Linked DNA regions of Mus musculus: all the other regions are linked to region 3. A link is a contact called in public promoter capture Hi-C data. All regions are on one chromosome and are shown on one strand. The core of a region is the stretch at or near the end of the contact, and the rest is flanking DNA. Distances in the headings are between cores, read along the strand shown. Region 1 holds the start of Ubxn2b (UBX domain protein 2B). Region 2 holds the start of Cyp7a1 (cytochrome P450, family 7, subfamily a, polypeptide 1). Region 3 has its middle 14 kb from the start of Chchd7. Region 4 holds the start of Sdcbp (syndecan binding protein).

Region 1 (4,368 bases), core at 1,087-3,586, 2.2 Mb before region 3:
CCTTATGCTACATTGTAGAAAACACAGTAAAGTTAACTGTACAGACTAGCCACACCTGGGAATCTGGGAAATACATAATGCTCAAGTCCCACTCTGTACCTATTAGATATGGGTATGAGCGCTAGTGTCTGCTTTATCAAGCCTTTCCAGGGACATTATTTCACTGAGAACCAGTGATCTAGATAGCCTCAGACAAGTTTACTCCTCCCCAAATGCTAATCTGGATGGAAACACGGAATTAAGAGCAGCAATCCTGTTGATATTATTCTGGAGGAACATTGGGAAATATGCAATTAAATACCTTAAACAACTTTAAACCCTATGACGAATTGCCTGGAGGACACTACACAACAGCCTTAGAAACAGTCCAGAAGTCACAACAGAGAGACACTTCAGGAGATAACTATATAGCCCTCTTCCTAAAACCCTCCTTCCTGATGTAGAGGCTGACAGACTATTCTGAATGGCAGCTGAGATAGATTTCTGTTCAGCTGGTCATTAATTCACTGGTTTTTATCTCCTACCTGATGCTGATCTCTGCATTCTCCAAGTTCATCTTCTGAACTGCCTTTGTTTTGTTTTGTTTTGTTTTGTTTTGTTTTTTGCTTTGTTTTATTTTGTTTTTTTGTTTTTTGTTTTTTGTTTTTTTTTTGGCATTCAGTGATGCTTCAAACTATGCTTAGTTCTCCAAACAGTTATGAAGGTGTCCAAAAGGTTATATGTGGTTAAAATAGAGACTGTTCAGGACAATTAAACCTAGATTATTCATAAAACAAAATAGAATTCCTGAATGAGGCAGCTTCTAGACCCAGAGCATGTTGGGAAAACTCCAAGTGACAATAAGATGTGACTTTATGAAAACTAGCAAGCCAGACACAGAAAATACACTGCCTCACTAGTGTGCTGTTTAGTTTTATGTCAACTTGACAAAGCCAGAGATATCAGGGAAAGGGGGGCTCGATGAAAAAAAAATGCCTTCATAAGGCTGTAGGCAAGTCTTTGGAGCATTTTCTTAATTAGTGATGGATGGTGGAGGGCCACACACACTATGGGTGGTGCCAAACCGGGGCTGTGAGCCCAGGGTCCTATAAGAAAGCAGGCTGAAGAAACCTTGGGGAGCAAACCAGTACGTAGCACCCTTCATAGCCTCTGCATCGGCTCCTGCCTCCATGTTCCTGCTCTGACGTCCTGTCTGATAAGGAACTGTGAGTGGAAGCATGAGTCTTTCCTCCCCAAGCTGCTTTGGTCATGGTGTTTCATCACAGTGACAATTACTCTAAGATAACGAGCTAACTGGCTCCGGGGTCACCGGAACCAACCAGTGCTCAATTAATACCATTAGAATTCTGCATTGGCTTGGTCTGTAAAGCTGCTTTACAAGCCTGTTTCAAATCTGAGACCTTTCACAAAATTTGATAGCACACAACAGTATCCACTACTACTTCTGGATTTGATGTCCTATTTGTATCCACATTTCCCAGAGCTTCAGCACAAAGTTAGAATGGCAAACGGTCAGTACGTCTGGTTACAGAATGAAGACCTGCTATAAAAATGCTCTGTCAAGGTTTGCGAATCCAGGCTCATTTATTCTGAACTATAACCCCTAATATATGTTTAATCGTTTGAGTTTTATCAATGATTTCATGAGGAGATAGAAAAAAAAGGCTAAAATGGACAAGCAGTATTAGCATCGGACAAGTGTTTAGCTAATGCCAGCATCCTAACATTGCTGAGTTTTATTTCTGTTAAGCTGTTTTGTGAACTCTTTCAAGCGAGCTGTGACCAAAGCCTGAACTGTTTTAAGCTCTCCCCTGCAAAACCGCAGGCTTTTGGAGAAGAAAGTGCTTTTAATGTATAAATCATCAAACGTGAAAAAGCATCCAGGAGAACAAACCAGCACGCGTCATTTTTAAAGTTACTTTTTTAGTGATGGCTGATTTATCACTGGCCACAGCAACTCCCCAAATGCAGGCAGCATCAGCTGGGAGGCACCCAGATGGCTCGGCAAAATGACATTTGCTTTGTGCATCCAGCGTGAAGGGAACCCCTGTACCGCCGCCTGAGGCTAGGGCACAGGATTCCACACGCACCCCTCCGCAATGCGCCTCCAGGAGAGACCCTCCAGTTCTCCGGAGACAGGCTCAGGTGAGGTACAAAGTGGCTCTGGCCCGCGCCCGCCATGCCCACGCCCTCTCGCCCGCCGCCGCCGCGCTCCATGCCTGCGCACCTGTAAGTCCCGCGCACTTGGGGGCCGTGGCCTGGAGGACCCACGCTCCTGCTCCTCCGGCTCCGCACGGCCACCCTCCGCCATCTTTCACCCGCTTGCGGCGCCTGCCCCGGACCGCGACTTCCGGGGTTGGTTGCTTAGCGACTGTGGAAGGGGCGGAGCCACTCCGTGACTCCCACTGCCTTGGAGAGGGGGCGGAGCCGTGCCGGGTTCGTGGTGTTCCTCCGGGCTCCTTTTCCCCCCACCAGCCGGTGCGCACTCGCTGTAGGGTTCCGGTCCGCAGGGCTCGCCAGTTTTTCAGTTTTTGAGATCTCTCTATAGTCACCATTCGACTCGCTGGGAGATGCTGTAGGTTGCCTTTAGAGCGCAGCGTTGTCTTCCAAGTTCATTTAACTCAACAATGCAATATCTTAGCAGATGAACAACTCCACCTTTCATTTCCCCTTATCTGTCATTTTCCCTTATCCAGGATTGGATGGTAAATTAGTCCTTCTGAGTGGATCCGTATTGAGGATAGGAAACACGGTAAAGCTTTTGGCAATGAGAATGGAGACTCTTAAGCCATCTTCTTTTCTGCTGGGATTGACTTAACTCTCATCTTAAGTCCCAGACACTTACACCTCCAAGAATTGCCTCCCAAGAAAAAAAAAAGAAGCCTTTATGAAATTTATAAGCTAGGAAGGGAAAGAAAGATATAAGCAGGTAACAGAGTACACTTTACTTTGCAAAGAGTATTTATTACTCGCGGACTGTATGTGAATGGAGAATACTCTCTTGGTGCCTGTTGTGTGTACCATGCTAGGTGGGAGCCTACAGCCTGCTGCCTTGGCTGTTCTTTGAGTTTCGAGCACTTAAAAAAAATAAACAAAAACAAAAACTTATGAGGTAGAGAAGATGAAACTGAGAGGTCTGCAACAGACCTTTTAGAATTAAATCCACATCTTAGCTACTTTTCTTGGTTGCCCCTGGTATGTAGATACAGCCACACAGGCTTTCAGGTTTCCCACGAAGACGCTAATCACATGATTGTTTTAAAAAAAATAAAATGTGTGTCCTTTTCTCCTGAAAATTTATTTAGTTCAGTTTTATTTTCAGCTTGAGACTCAGAAGGCAAAGGATAATGGTCCCTCTCCCCAGTTCAGTTAACTCAACAGTGCTCCACTCATATTGCTGAGTATGTAATGATGTACTTGAGCGAGGCAAATGATAATTAAACTAGAAACTAGCAGTACAAGTTACCAAACCTTGCATTGCTGTCTTGATACACATTCTGCCTTAAAAATTCCCATCATGTTTTTGACAAGAAATGACCTTTTAATGTTGGGCCTTGAAGGAGAAGAACTTTTCACAGTTGTTGGGCCAGGAAAGACCACAAGTAAAAAGTCACAGATAAGTTCTAAGACAGATAATGGAAACATCTTACACATGTCAGCAAAATACTACCTGGTTGTTTAGAAATGATTTTTTTTTTTAGAAGCGATTATGAGGTGGTCAGAAAGAGCCTTAGACTAGAGTTTTGGGCTAAGTTAGATTCTGATGTGTAAGCAGCCAGGCTTATTTACTGGGCCAAGGTCACCAGATGTGGCCTTGAGTAATGAAAATCAGTCCAACTGGAGAGACCACAGCAAGACTGAGACTGTGACAATTCTTTTCAATTTTTTTATTAGATATTTTCTTCATTTATATTTCAAATGCTATCCCGAAAGTCCCTTATACCCTCCCCCCACCCTGCTCCCCTACCCACCCACTCCCACTTTTTGGCCCTGCCATCCCCCTGTACTGGGGCATATAAAGTTTGCAAGACCAAGGGGCCTTCCTAGGCCATCTTCTGCTACTAGAAGAAGATGCAGCTAGAGACACAAGCTCTGGGGGTACTGGTTAGTTCATATTGTTGTTCCACCTATAGGGTTGCAGACCCCTTCAGCTCCTTGGGTACTTTCTCTAGCTCCTGCATTGGGGCCCCTGTGTTCCATCCAATAGATGACTATGAGCATCCACTTCTGTATTTGCTAGGCACTGGTATAGTCACCAGAGACAGCTATATCAGGGTCCTTTCATCAAAATCTTGCTGGCATATGCAATAGTATCTGCGTTTGGTGGCTGATTATGGAATGGATTCCCCTGGTGGGGCAGAATCCCAT
Region 2 (3,809 bases), core at 269-2,768, 2.3 Mb before region 3:
TCATACTCTACCTACTGCTTCTGCTAGGTGACCTGAGAGGGTCGCTTGGCTTTAAATATCAAAAATGCTGACGGCTTAACATCTACATCACTGATGTTTTCCTTTCTCCTTACCTCAGATTCTTATACTCAGCTGAGAAATTGACATTGTCCCTTGGATTTTCAAATGTTCAAAACATTACACTGGTATTTTGCCTTCCAAGGCAATAGGTCCAATCCTCTCTCCACTCTATATGAAGCATATAGAAGCAGCCCTATATGAACTAATTTTTGCTTATCTTCTAGTCTCTTTCTTAAACCCAACTCCATCTTCTATCCTCCATTTGTTCATTCTGTGTTTTAGCACACCAAGTTCATCCTCTCTCTGCTCAGGAACTTCACCTTTGCTGTCCCCTCTCCTGGAAATGTCTTTCCTTAGCTATTCTATCTCAAGTATCATCTTTTCAAAAAAGCTTCTCCTATCAACATATTTAAAGCCATATTTATCCCTATACACCTCATTTTATGGATACACAACACATATTTGCTGTCTCCCCATCAAAATACAATCTTCAGTAGAGAAACTCCCTGTCTTGTTAGTACCTGAAACCAGAATATCTTCAAAGAGTTCCTGGAACATAAAAATGCTCAATTAATATTTATGTTAAGTAGGGAGCTGGGGTGTAAATCAGCGGTAGAGTGCTTGCCTTGGAGGAGTGGGGCCATTGGTTCAATCTTCAGCACAAAATGAAAGATTATGCTGAGTAAAGTTGGGAAAGTTGTATACCAGTTTATGAGTAGTATAAGAGGTAAATTATGAATTCATATTTACTTTGACAAGAAGTGTTGTAGTCTTTATTTGAAATAAAAGTACATCTTAATTACAAATAAAAATTGGTAAAGAGTGAATTCTCAAGCTATGGCTGCCTAGAAGATGAGTGCTGGGAGGTTTTCTATTTCGACGATAGTAGATAGACTACATGAAGCACCTGTGGCTTTATAAACACACTGAACAATCAAGCAAAAACAAACAAACAAAGAAACAAACAAAACAAACTGTTCCACACCGTTCACATCCTTTAGGATCGGTTGCTGTATACTTCTGGAAATTAATTTAAATAATTTTCCCCAAAGGTTAATGACATGGACAGCCAGTATTAAAGCCAGGATGGAAAGCTTCTGCCTGTTTTGCTTTACAACACACTCCACATCTTTGGTAGGTGAGCTCTTCTGTAGTGTGTTTACTTCTTTTTCTACACACAGAAGCACAGTGTTAGCTGTTGTCCCCAGCTTTGAATGTTATGTCAGCACATGAGGGACAGACCTTCGGCTTATCGACTATTGCAGCTCTCTGCTTGTTCTGGAGCCTCTTCTGAGAAGATGGACTTAGTTCAAGGCCAGATAATGCTATTTTTTTCTTTTTTCTTTTTTCTTTTTTTTAGGAGGACAAATAGTTAGTGTTTGCTCTGGTCACCCAAGTTCAAGTTATTGGATCATGGTCCTGTGCATATATAAAGCCTAGTTAGAGCCACAGTTTCTGGACCGTCTTGCTTTGCTAAGCACAGATTCTCCCCTTGGGACGTTTTCCTGCTTTTGCAAAATGATGAGCATTTCTTTGATCTGGGGGATTGCTGTGGTAGTGAGCTGTTGCATATGGTTTATCATTGGAATAAGGAGAAGGTATGGAAACATTTTTTAAATTTGTCTTAATTTATTTCTAGTATTCAATACCTTCATGATTACACAGCATGAAAAAAATACTAGTACATTAGTACTTTTAATTTTAAATTTAAAAGACACATCTTTGACTAAATCTAACAAGATATAGATAGTTCCCCTTAGCATATTCACATTCACCACTGGTAATGCAGATCTTGTTAAACATAACTAAAAAATTACAAGTTTTTGATGCAAGTTTATGTATGCGTGTGTGGAGCAAACCTAAGCTGAGAAGAGTAATATTTAGAGGGGTTCTTTCTGTGACATGAACTGACTAGATGCTCTGCCTAAGCAAGTGTGCAGTCATCTGGGTTTTCTGCAGACTCCGTCTAAGCTTGGGTGAGAGCACAGAGCCTGAGTTTGTCTGCCTCTAACTTTTCTTTCCAATGTTAACCAACTGTGTGACTGGGAAGCTTTGGTGCCTGCACATGATATCATTTTGAATGACTCAAAGAACATTTCGGGGCAGGATATTTAGATATTTTCTGGACTGTCAACATCAAAATAGGACAATACCCCTGGCATTATCTTCAGAGAGGTAAACCAGTATGTGTTCTCTTAGTTTAAAAAGTGTTTCTTTGCCTCTTCGGCTGATAGTTACCAGTTTAAATTAAACAGCTTATCGTCATGCTAAGAAAGGAAATATCAATTATACTCAATTATTCTTAGAAGAGATGAAGAGATATTCTTCACCAATATCTTAATAGGCTAAAAAAACCCACTGTTTTAATAAAAAAGCAGGGTCCCCATCATCAAAAGAAGTGTCTACAAACTGTAGTTAGGAAGCTTGAAATAAATAGTAGAAAACACTAAATATATAATTTATTGGGAAATAAATAAGCTTATAATTTTAATAAAACATTTAAGAAAGAGTAAAAGAGTATTGGATTTTAGTTCATGGTTTGCCAATGTTTACTTGATCCAATTTCATTTTATAATGATCTAATTTTCCAAATGAGATTCCTATTCACTTCAAATATCATCTCAGAATAATAATGTTCTTTTTTCCAGAGTTGAGGATCAAAGGGAAGGTTTTATAAATGTTATCAAGAGCTCCACCATTGAGCCACACCTCCAGTCCTCAGGATGCTAGTATTTTAAATTCTGTAGATTGTTAAAACTTTAACACTGTAGCCCTTTCTGTCATTTGATGTTTCCCATCCTTAAAGAAAAAGAGCAAATGTTACATTATAGGCATTTAGGGAAATGATTCTTAGAAAAGTTTAATCATTAGGTGATACTTCGAGAGCAAGAATCTTGTTGGCTATGTTAACACTCTAAGCTCTGCCATTGGGAAAAGCAATAGGACATAGGCATAGAAAACAATTTATTGGGTTCTTGATGAATGTGTGAATACACACACACACACGTGTGTGTGTATATATATATATATGGAGGTGGATAGACTGATGGATGGGTTAATAGATAGATTCGTGAGTGGATAGATTTAGTAATCACCCTCACCAATATCTTAGTACACTAAAAAAGCCACTGTTTTAGTAAAAGAGAGGGGTCCCCATCACCAAAATAAGTATCTACAAACTGTAGTTATGAAGCTACATATGAAATAAGTACTAGAAAACACTGAACACGTAATTTTCCCAACCTCCCAAATCTGCGTCTTACAGGAAAGTAGGTGAACCTCCTTTGGACAACGGGTTGATTCCATACCTGGGCTGTGCTCTGAAGTTCGGATCCAATCCTCTTGAATTCCTAAGAGCAAAGCAAAGGAAACATGGCCATGTTTTTACCTGCAAACTGATGGGGAAATATGTCCACTTCATCACAAACTCCCTGTCATACCACAAAGTCTTATGTCACGGAAAATATTTTGACTGGAAAAAATTTCATTACACTACTTCTGCGAAGGTAATTAGTTACACAGACTGTTTGTTTTCTGGTCTGTTGATGTATGAGCATATTTAGTTGTTCCAGTTTTAGTAGGTTGCAGAATAGAGATAACATAAAATCAGAAAGTCTCTTAGTAATAAGTATTAGAAATTTTAGATAGATGGTAAATTTGTCATTGATTATTTCTGCGACAGAGGACACTGCATGAGTCAGGAAAGCACAGATTCATAACACCAGAGTTGCCTACACATCATCCCCAGC
Region 3 (4,402 bases), core at 245-2,744:
GCAGTAACACACTAGAAAGGCAGCAACAAGAGAATTTCTGAAGGTCACTAGACAGCCAATTTAGCTAACAGATAAGCTTCAGGACTATGAGAGACTCTGTCTCACAGAAGGTAGTGTTCCTGAGGCTGACCTAGCCTACACACACACACGCACACACACACACACACACACACACACACACACACACACACACACAGAGCTAGAAGTAAAACAGGATTATAAACTTAGCCACACCTCCAACCACTGAAGGTGTAATTCCCTCACGAACATTCCTTCCCCTCTCAGCTTTCCACACCTTCTCATGCATCCCCCCAGTGCAAAGTTTTAAATGAGCAGGAAATAAAATTGGAGACAGAAGAGGTAACTGAATGAGGCAGTCACCCACACACTCATCTTAGGGAATGCCAGGAGGCTACACAAGATTGGAGGCGAACAGACCCATGACTGCGCTGTGGCAGAAGAAAGCTGGTGTGAGTTTTTGGTGGTGATGATAATAATATAGTTTGTTTTTCCCAGGAGGTGGAGAACTGTGGTCTATTTGGGTTGTGAAAGACACTCTTCACAGTGAGAATCCTCTGCTGAAGTCATCATGGGATTGGAATGCTGTTCCACAAGGACATGTATATTGAAGTGAATGAAACAGACAGGGATGACACTGGTTGCCAAGTGTAGCCTATAAACTGAAAACACCCTCCAGGATCTGCAGCGTCCCAAGGAACTTCCTCTTCAGAAGTCGTTACTACAAGAAAAGGGCAAACCAACACGTTTATCCAGGAGGAAAAATACATCTTCTACTTGGCTGTGATCCAGGCTTCTTGCCTTATTCTTTCTTGCTATTTTGTGGCATAGAGTACTTTGTCATCTCTCACTAAAGTCACCTCTCATAGCTTTTGCAGTAGTAGAGGGTAAGGCAAGAATGATGGGTGCAAAGTACTATACATTTTTTGAAAGATTTTCTAGAGTGGATGAAAAGGGTGAACCCACTACAATATTTAGAATATTCTTAATGTGTAACTTTCTCCCAGAGTATGCAGCTCTCATTCACTTTAACAATCTCTGATTTACAAACTTGGTAAGTACGAATTGGTGAAATAAATGAGAATTTGGATAATAGCTGCAATTATGAGGTTTGGAAAACAGAATAGACACTAAGAAATAGGGTCAGCCTGGAGCACAGAGGAAGAAAACTGGCAACTTTGTCTACTGAGCAGGTCACTTGAATGCACTAAGGCTCAGTCTTACATCTGCAAACCAGGAAGGCTGACTTCTCAGAGCACATGCAACTTTCAGTGTAATTAATTATGTTTCTGAGAGTGTTTTACGAAGTGAAAATGAAAGTATGAAGTATCACAGTCGTCTCTGCCTTTGCACTTTCCAGAAGTACAGAGCACTGCAAGGATACAATGAGCTATACCATCACATAATCCCAGAGTCAAGGAGACCTGTACTCCATGCTGCATTATGGAAATGTGAACCTTGTGTAGAAAGTTCAAGTTTCAGGAAGAGTAGATGAGGCTAGACTAGGCAGAGTCAGAGGAAGTGAGAGGAGGTTCTCTGAAGGGAATGAAGGACTGATTGAAAAGTGGAGTGGAGGGAAGGGAGGAGAGAGTAGGGAGAATTCTAGTTGGTAGCAGAACAGTCTAAGCAACAGTCAGCTTCTTTATGTAAATTGTGCCCTAAGCATTGGTGGGGAGGGGGGAGTACTGTTTATTCTCACTTCCATCTAGCTCCTTTTGAAATCTTCAGTTGCTGCCCAGTGGACTCTTGTATGCTTCTCTTGCTTACTGATGATTTCAGATGGGGATGAAGAAACTAGGACAGTGGTAGTCCAGGAGTAAAAACTCTCAGGAGACAGCAATATGGACCAAATGGTAGAACAATAAGAGGGAAGGTGTGGAAAGGGGCACTTTGTTTGGTTTCAGACAGCCTTTTCCTGCAGATGCAAGAGAGTGTTATCTTTTATAGTTGGGGTTTTTGAAAGGACTAGGTGGCTGGCCTAAAGTTCACTGTGGCTTTTAGTGATGAATAATCCAGTCTCAATACACGCCTCTCAAATATCAGTATCTACCCACCCAACTCATGGGTTTCTTTATGGTCACTATAACCAATTTTTTAAATTATAATTTCAAAACACAGAAGATGCTTAAGGGTGAAACAATTCATTCAGATGATCCAGATAATAGGGCGCAGAGCCAAAACTCACATAAACACAATGCTCTTTTCACACTTTGCCATGTAATACTTATGTTATTAATCAGGACATTTGGCTTTTTACTTTCATTGTGGCTGTTTCAGAAGCCAGCATAGCCATCTTTGCCCAGTTACCCTGCACCTGGTTGAATTACCCTCTCATTCTGTCATTTTCTGTTCTTCCCTTTGTTTGAATTTGCTTGTAGCTTGCCCTCTTTCCTACCAGTACCCAGGTATGTGCTTTGAAATGACCCTTACTTTCTTTATTTCTTTAAGAAAACTCTCAGGACTTGAATGAGAAATCCAAGTGGTCTCAAACAGGAGATGCTGAGTGGGTAGACTTAGGTGATCTTTGTAGACTGATCATTTTACAGTCCAGTGTGTGCTAAACAAGCACTCCACCACTGAAGCCCCAAGTAGTTCAGTCCCCAAAATAGTCTTTTTTAAAATGTGATTTCACAGTTTTTTCTAAAGGAAGGTGCATATCCAGTGCATACCTACCATCTCACTGTGTGATAGCACCATCCAGCTCTTACAAGGAAAACTAGCCATTTGTTGAGAACTCCTACAAATTTCTCAATCTGAGCACAGCCTATGACTCACAAACAGAACTCTATGCAGTTGCAGGATGTTCATCTGAAACACTGACAACAGCAGAAATGGCTCCTGAAACTGAAAACTATCACTGGCAACTGTTGTCTTTATGAACAAAAATCAAATCACCACACCCCTCTCCTGTTTGAAGTGAGGCATACCATTCCTCGTCCTTCCTTTAAAAAACAGAAGGCAGAATGTGAAAGATCACATTTAGAGTCCTCCACTGCCTGATTTTAGTGAATAGTTGTGTCCCCCAGCTATGCAGAGTAGTGGAAATGCCACAGTGCCTGTATACAAATGATGAGAAAGCACAGTGAATCTGACCAGGGTTGTCATAAAGGCTCAGCACATATCTGAGAGCTGAGCCTGAGAAGATAGCAGAGCTGAGAGCAGCGGAGTAGACATTCAAGATCAGAAAACAGGGTATGCTTGGTGCTGGTGAATGAAAATAGCAAGATGTCACTGTATGGAAGGGATGTCAATAATCTCATGCCTCATGCCTAAAATCTAAGGTCAGTGGGCATGAGTTCTGGGTAACTTCCTCCAATTCACTCCCTTGATGTTCCAGATCACAAGAGTATTGCAAACCATGGGAAGTGCATCAGCCTGAGAGGGTAGGTAGGTCTTTGGGATTTTAAGTGAAACAATTTCTGCATTTTGGAAAGATTCACCTGCTGCATTTGAGAGAGGGGGGAGAGAGAGAGAGAGAGAGAGAGAGAGAGAGAGAGAGAGAGAGAGAGAGAGAGAGAGAGCAGGAACAGTGTTATAGAACAGGTAAATCCATTGTGGGAATCTGGGGCCACTATAATAATATGTCTGCCTCCAGAATTATGTTTTATATGCAAATTGTATTTGAATTTTTGTCTCAAAACGCTATCTAGCTTTCTCTTACATATAAAGCAAGCTATAGAGCACCAAGCACAATGCTCAAGGCTCTTGTTAGTCTGAACACATTCTAGCATTCTTCCTCTTGTGCTAATTCCCTTCATATGCTGTGTCTTCCATTAGTAAGGAATTCCCCCGAAATGACATAGATGTGTGCCCCTCTGTGCTTATGTAGACTGCTTCCCTCTTGGTTTTTTGTTATTCCTACCACAGTGCTATTTTTACCCTCCAGCCACGCAGTGAACTACCTCAAGAAGTTGTTCATCCATATGCATGCTGCACACCATAAGCACTTGGCAGATGTTGTAGAGGAAACTGGACTGATAGCAGTATTTGTATTTGTCATTTAGTATTTTTCCCCCTGAGACAGGGTTTCTCTGTGAAGTTTTGACTGTCCCGGAACTTGCTCTGTAGACCAGAATGGCATGGAACTCACAGACATCTCCCTACCTTTGCCTTCTGAATGTGAGGATTAAAGGCATGCACAACCACTACCCGGCAGTATTTTCAAACTTCAAACACCATAAGTAAAATAATCTATTTAATTACATAGCAACATAAAACACTGTACAGAAAATTATTTAACATTCAAAAAGCAAAAGGGTATACAAAAGAATTATGACGAGATAATTTCCTAAAGACAGCCAGCGACTTCTAATGAATTTTCAGCTAGGATCTTAAAAGAAAGGGACAAAAGAAATGTATTTATTTGTTCTGGTTTCACTCACAT
Region 4 (3,874 bases), core at 102-2,601, 2.4 Mb before region 3:
TGTCTGACCATAGAGGCACTATCTGAACCAGTACCTAAGACCGTAAAAGAACTGGCCTGCCAGAGGAAATATGGCTGGCTGGTGGGCACAACCAAAGCCTATGCCAAGCACAGGGGAGGTTTTATACTGTATGCTCTACATTTTAAATGCTTAAAATTTTGAGCCATATGTTTACTAATTACATCCTTAAAAGCTAAAATTTTCAGTAAGTGTTGCAACATTTGGCAATTAATAAGTACAAGGAGAACGATTATTAAATGTATAAGTATTTTAAAGTGTGTGGGTGTCTTTTACAGTCTCTGGATGTTTACTACCTAAGAGAAAGTGGCAAAAATGGGGGGAAGTCGGTGAGCCGTGCTCATTTTAAAGGGCTGCTTAATTCAAAAGTGCATCAAAATCTTAATCAGCCCTTTCTTGTTCATGATTTTTAAATCCTCTTTAATAGATCCAGCACAGCTAAAATCTGCTTCCAAAGTTAAGTGACTCTGGCTATAATGGAGTAATTGTTTACTGAGCCTTCTCGTCATTCCATTTCCTTATTTCCTGGTGCAAGTCATCTGATCAGTAATACTTACGTACCACTTAAGACCTACCAGTTTAAGGACCTAAGTTGTTAACAGGATGAAAAGGCATATTTTCTGCTTTGTCCTATCCTCACATCGGGAAAATGAGAGTACAAATCTGCTGAACTATATCACCTTGACATTTCAAAAGTAAGACAATTGACCAGGGCAGCAGCTATTTTCAATATAACTTTCGTTCTTAAACATTTGTTCTCGGTGTAAAGCGTGCGTGTTAAGAATTTAAAACTCTACACTTTCTAAGTAATTTACCTAATGGAAAACAAAACAAAACAAGAAAAAAAAAAGCTATGTGTCGAAGATAGGACGAATACAACAAACGATCCCACACACTCCACGGCTCCATAACTGCACTTCTGAAACTGGAAACTTTCCACGTCTGTACGCCTCCCTCCGCCCCGTATTAGAAGGAAATCCTCCAAGGAGATCTGAGTCACCAGACCTCCGGAGACCGTTCCTGGTGCACACACCCCGCTGCAAGCCCTGGCCCTCCCTGCCCCCTTCCAGAGCAGCGGCTCCGCAGCTAACCGTTGTCACCTCCGGTCCGTCGCGCCCTGCCAGCCGTCCGGAAGCCGCTGAGGACGCCACCGAGTGCGGGCGAGGACCCGGCCAGACCCACCCGGGGCCCGAAGCAGAGCGCCGGACCAGCTCCGAGACCTGCCGGGGCCCGGGACCCCCGCGGCCACTCACCTGCCCCGAGGACCGCGCCGCTCCTGCTGCCCGCTCCAGCTCCACACAACCGAACCTCGGGGCCCGCCCTGCGCGTCATCACCGCCCCCGCCTTCCGCCGCGCAGGCGCAGGCGCACGCGCCGTCCCCATGACAACGCGGCACAGCCCGAGCGACCACCAGCCCACCCTCCCTCTACGAAATCCTCCCAACTCCCGGCTCCAGCCTCGGTTCCCTGGCAGCCCCCGCCGCCTTTTACTACCCTTTGTTCCCAGAACGAATGCTCATTGGCTGCTGACTGTTACTCTCGGTGTTGAACACACACACACACACACACACACACCCTGAAATAAATAAAACCCACATTCTAATCTTAAAAACACGGACTATGTGCTTTCTGAGAGTTGATGGTGCTGATAGGGGAATCCAGATGTTTGGGGTGTACATGAATATGTGAAACTGACAATATCTACACCAGTCCATGGCTGAGGCCATTTCCTAGTAACAGTATATGACATCATTGGCATGCAAGCAATTGTCTATCTAAATTATTCATCATCACAGTCATTTGAAATTTTATCTCTGGTAAAACAATAAGCATTACATGACAAGAGGAATGAAAATGTGATGCTCCAGGGAGAATATGGCTTAACTGATGAACAACTTGTAAAACGAGTTACGGGATGGAAAAGGAAGAAATACAGTTCTATTCACAGCTGGCAAGATTATCTATGTAAACAAAGAGAAAATAAACACCAGTAAGCAGAATAAGCAGCTACAGCAAGGTTGCTACGATACACGGTTAATATACACACGAGTCAATTACTTTCCTATCTGCACGAAATGAGCAATTGGAATTGAATATTAAAAATATATCAAGATAAAATACTTAGCTACAAGCCTAGTTGAATGAATATCTGTGTGAAGGAAAACTCCTAATTAGAATTTCATGCTGTGGAAATAAATAGGTTGGAATGTCGAAAGTCCAGAGGAAGATCACCATATCTTGGGCTAAATCCTGGCCCTCCAGAACAGCCATTCCTTGTTTCCCTGTGTCTAAACTAACATCTTGTGACAATAAACAACAGGTCTTTAGAATCTATTGAATTAGCAGGCAACTAGCTTCTACCAATCCAAATGCTTAGAATGCCACCAGAAAACACCTTGCGTCTTACAGAAAGGTTCCCTGAACCTCACCCCCACTGCCTTGTCCTGCCTCTCTGAAGTAAGCGCCTATGTATTGTAAGCTTGCCTTGACTGATGACTTCCTCTGTCCTGTAAAATGGTGCACGCCTTTAATCCCAGCACTTGGGAGGCAGAAGCAGGCAGATTTCTGAGTTCGAGGCCAGCCTGGTCTACAGAGTGAGTTCCAGGACAGCCAGGGCTACACAAAGAAACCCTGTCTCAGAAAAACAAACAAAAACAAAAACAAAAACTATGAGAGCTACTTGAGGCTACTTGTTGGAACATAGAATTTGAAGTAACCTAAATCTGTGTTCCCAGGCCATGGTCACTCAAAATGGTTCCAAAATCAACTATCTCTTATCACCTTTAAGATGAGAGCTGCGGTTTCTTTGTGTTGACAGGGAGTTCTAAAGAAAATGAAAGATCTGAGTAAAGTGGGGGACGCCCACCTTTATACATAGGAAGAAAGATTTTATGGAGATGTCAGTTCTGCCCACCATCTATAGATCTCATCCAATCTCAGTCAAAATCCTATCAAGTCATAGATACCAACAAGCTGGTTCCACAGTTTGTGAGAAAAACAAAACACCAAGGCGGGCAAGATGGTTTAGTGGAGTGAAAGCATTTGCTGAAAAACAAACAAAAAAAACAAAAAATACTGTCAACCTGGAAAGAGAGAGCCAACTGGAGATGTTGTCCTCTGACTTCACATGTTTGTGCTGTGTGGCAGGAGAACTGTACACATATACATGGGCACACACACAAACAGTAAATAAACTAATCATAAAGGATGCTGAAGAAGATAAAATATGTAGCTTGAGGGTGTTTTACTGTGGCTACAAGAACAAATTACCAAAGGCTAGGTGGTTGGAGCAACGGAACAGGGAATACCTGTTATATCTTGAGTTACCTAAAGACTTTGGATCTAACAAGGACCCACCTCCTAATGTGCAGATAGCCAACTTCTCATTGCAACTAAAAGACAGGAGAGAAAAACAAGGGGCGATGAGGAAAGAAGAGGGGAAGAGGAAGGGAAGAAGGGCAGAGTTCATGAATCACACTACAGAGTGGGCTTCCTTGTAGGAACTAGAATTAGAGACACGAAAATTCTGTTCATAACAGCAGTAACTCAGTACAAAACTCCTTTGATGGTATAGCATAGTAATCAAGGGAGAGTAGAGATGACAGGCAATGAAGCAGAGAAATAGAATCAACAAATGCACCGAATAGATCTTGACAAAGAAGCAAAGTCACACAGCTGTGAGTTCGACCCCTCTGTATCATGAAGGAGAAGATGAAGAAGAAACAAACCTAACAGCAGCCATTTTACAAGCCTTTAATCTCAGCACTCAGGAGGCAGAGGCAGGAGTTCAAGGCCAACCTGGTCTACAAGTAAGATCCTGGACAGCTAAGGATTACATAGAGAGAGAGAGAAACCCT

The links. Promoter capture Hi-C pulls out the DNA fragments that hold promoters and counts their contacts.
Region 1: a promoter capture Hi-C map of pre-B cells shows a contact between it and region 3, with 5 times the contacts expected there. The contact joins the promoter of Ubxn2b here to the enhancer-like site in region 3. A contact is called at or near these places in 7 of 39 promoter capture datasets (the 3T3-L1 cell line, the C10 cell line, liver and 2 more) and 2 of 9 other capture datasets (adipose tissue and liver).
Region 2: a promoter capture Hi-C map of liver shows a contact between it and region 3, with 3 times the contacts expected there. The contact joins the promoter of Cyp7a1 here to the enhancer-like site in region 3. A contact is called at or near these places in 5 of 39 promoter capture datasets (cranial neural crest, hippocampal neurons, liver and 1 more), 1 of 115 datasets of contacts at active chromatin or transcription factors (astrocytes) and 2 of 9 other capture datasets (adipose tissue and liver).
Region 4: a contact with region 3 is called in a promoter capture Hi-C map of pre-B cells. The contact joins the promoter of Sdcbp here to the enhancer-like site in region 3. A contact is called at or near these places in 7 of 39 promoter capture datasets (the C10 cell line, cranial neural crest, frontonasal cranial neural crest and 4 more) and 6 of 115 datasets of contacts at active chromatin or transcription factors (astrocytes, differentiating embryonic stem cells, embryonic forebrain and 3 more).

The regions. Positions count from the first base shown.
Region 1 is chr4:6,189,073-6,193,440 of GRCm38.p6, reverse strand. It overlaps Ubxn2b (UBX domain protein 2B), which reads right to left and starts at 2,336. Exons shown (of 8, transcript NM_026534.2): 1 at 2,228-2,336. The coding sequence starts at 2,311.
Region 2 is chr4:6,273,341-6,277,149 of GRCm38.p6, reverse strand. Cyp7a1 (cytochrome P450, family 7, subfamily a, polypeptide 1) reads left to right here and starts at 1,518. Exons shown (of 6, transcript NM_007824.3): 1 at 1,518-1,658; 2 at 3,326-3,566. The coding sequence starts at 1,579. RefSeq lists a promoter at 1,200-1,550.
Region 3 is chr4:3,951,178-3,955,579 of GRCm38.p6, reverse strand. It overlaps a transcript of Chchd7 not described here. Among named protein-coding and RNA genes, the nearest start is that of Chchd7, 14 kb to the right of the region's middle. Within about 2 kb of position 1,494, at least 78 of the 459 cell types and tissues checked have an H3K27ac peak or open chromatin away from gene starts, as enhancers often do. A contact at or near this core is called in liver and pre-B cells, where this site is marked.
Region 4 is chr4:6,363,157-6,367,030 of GRCm38.p6, reverse strand. It overlaps Sdcbp (syndecan binding protein), which reads right to left and starts at 1,351. Exons shown (of 9, transcript NM_001098227.1): 1 at 1,272-1,351.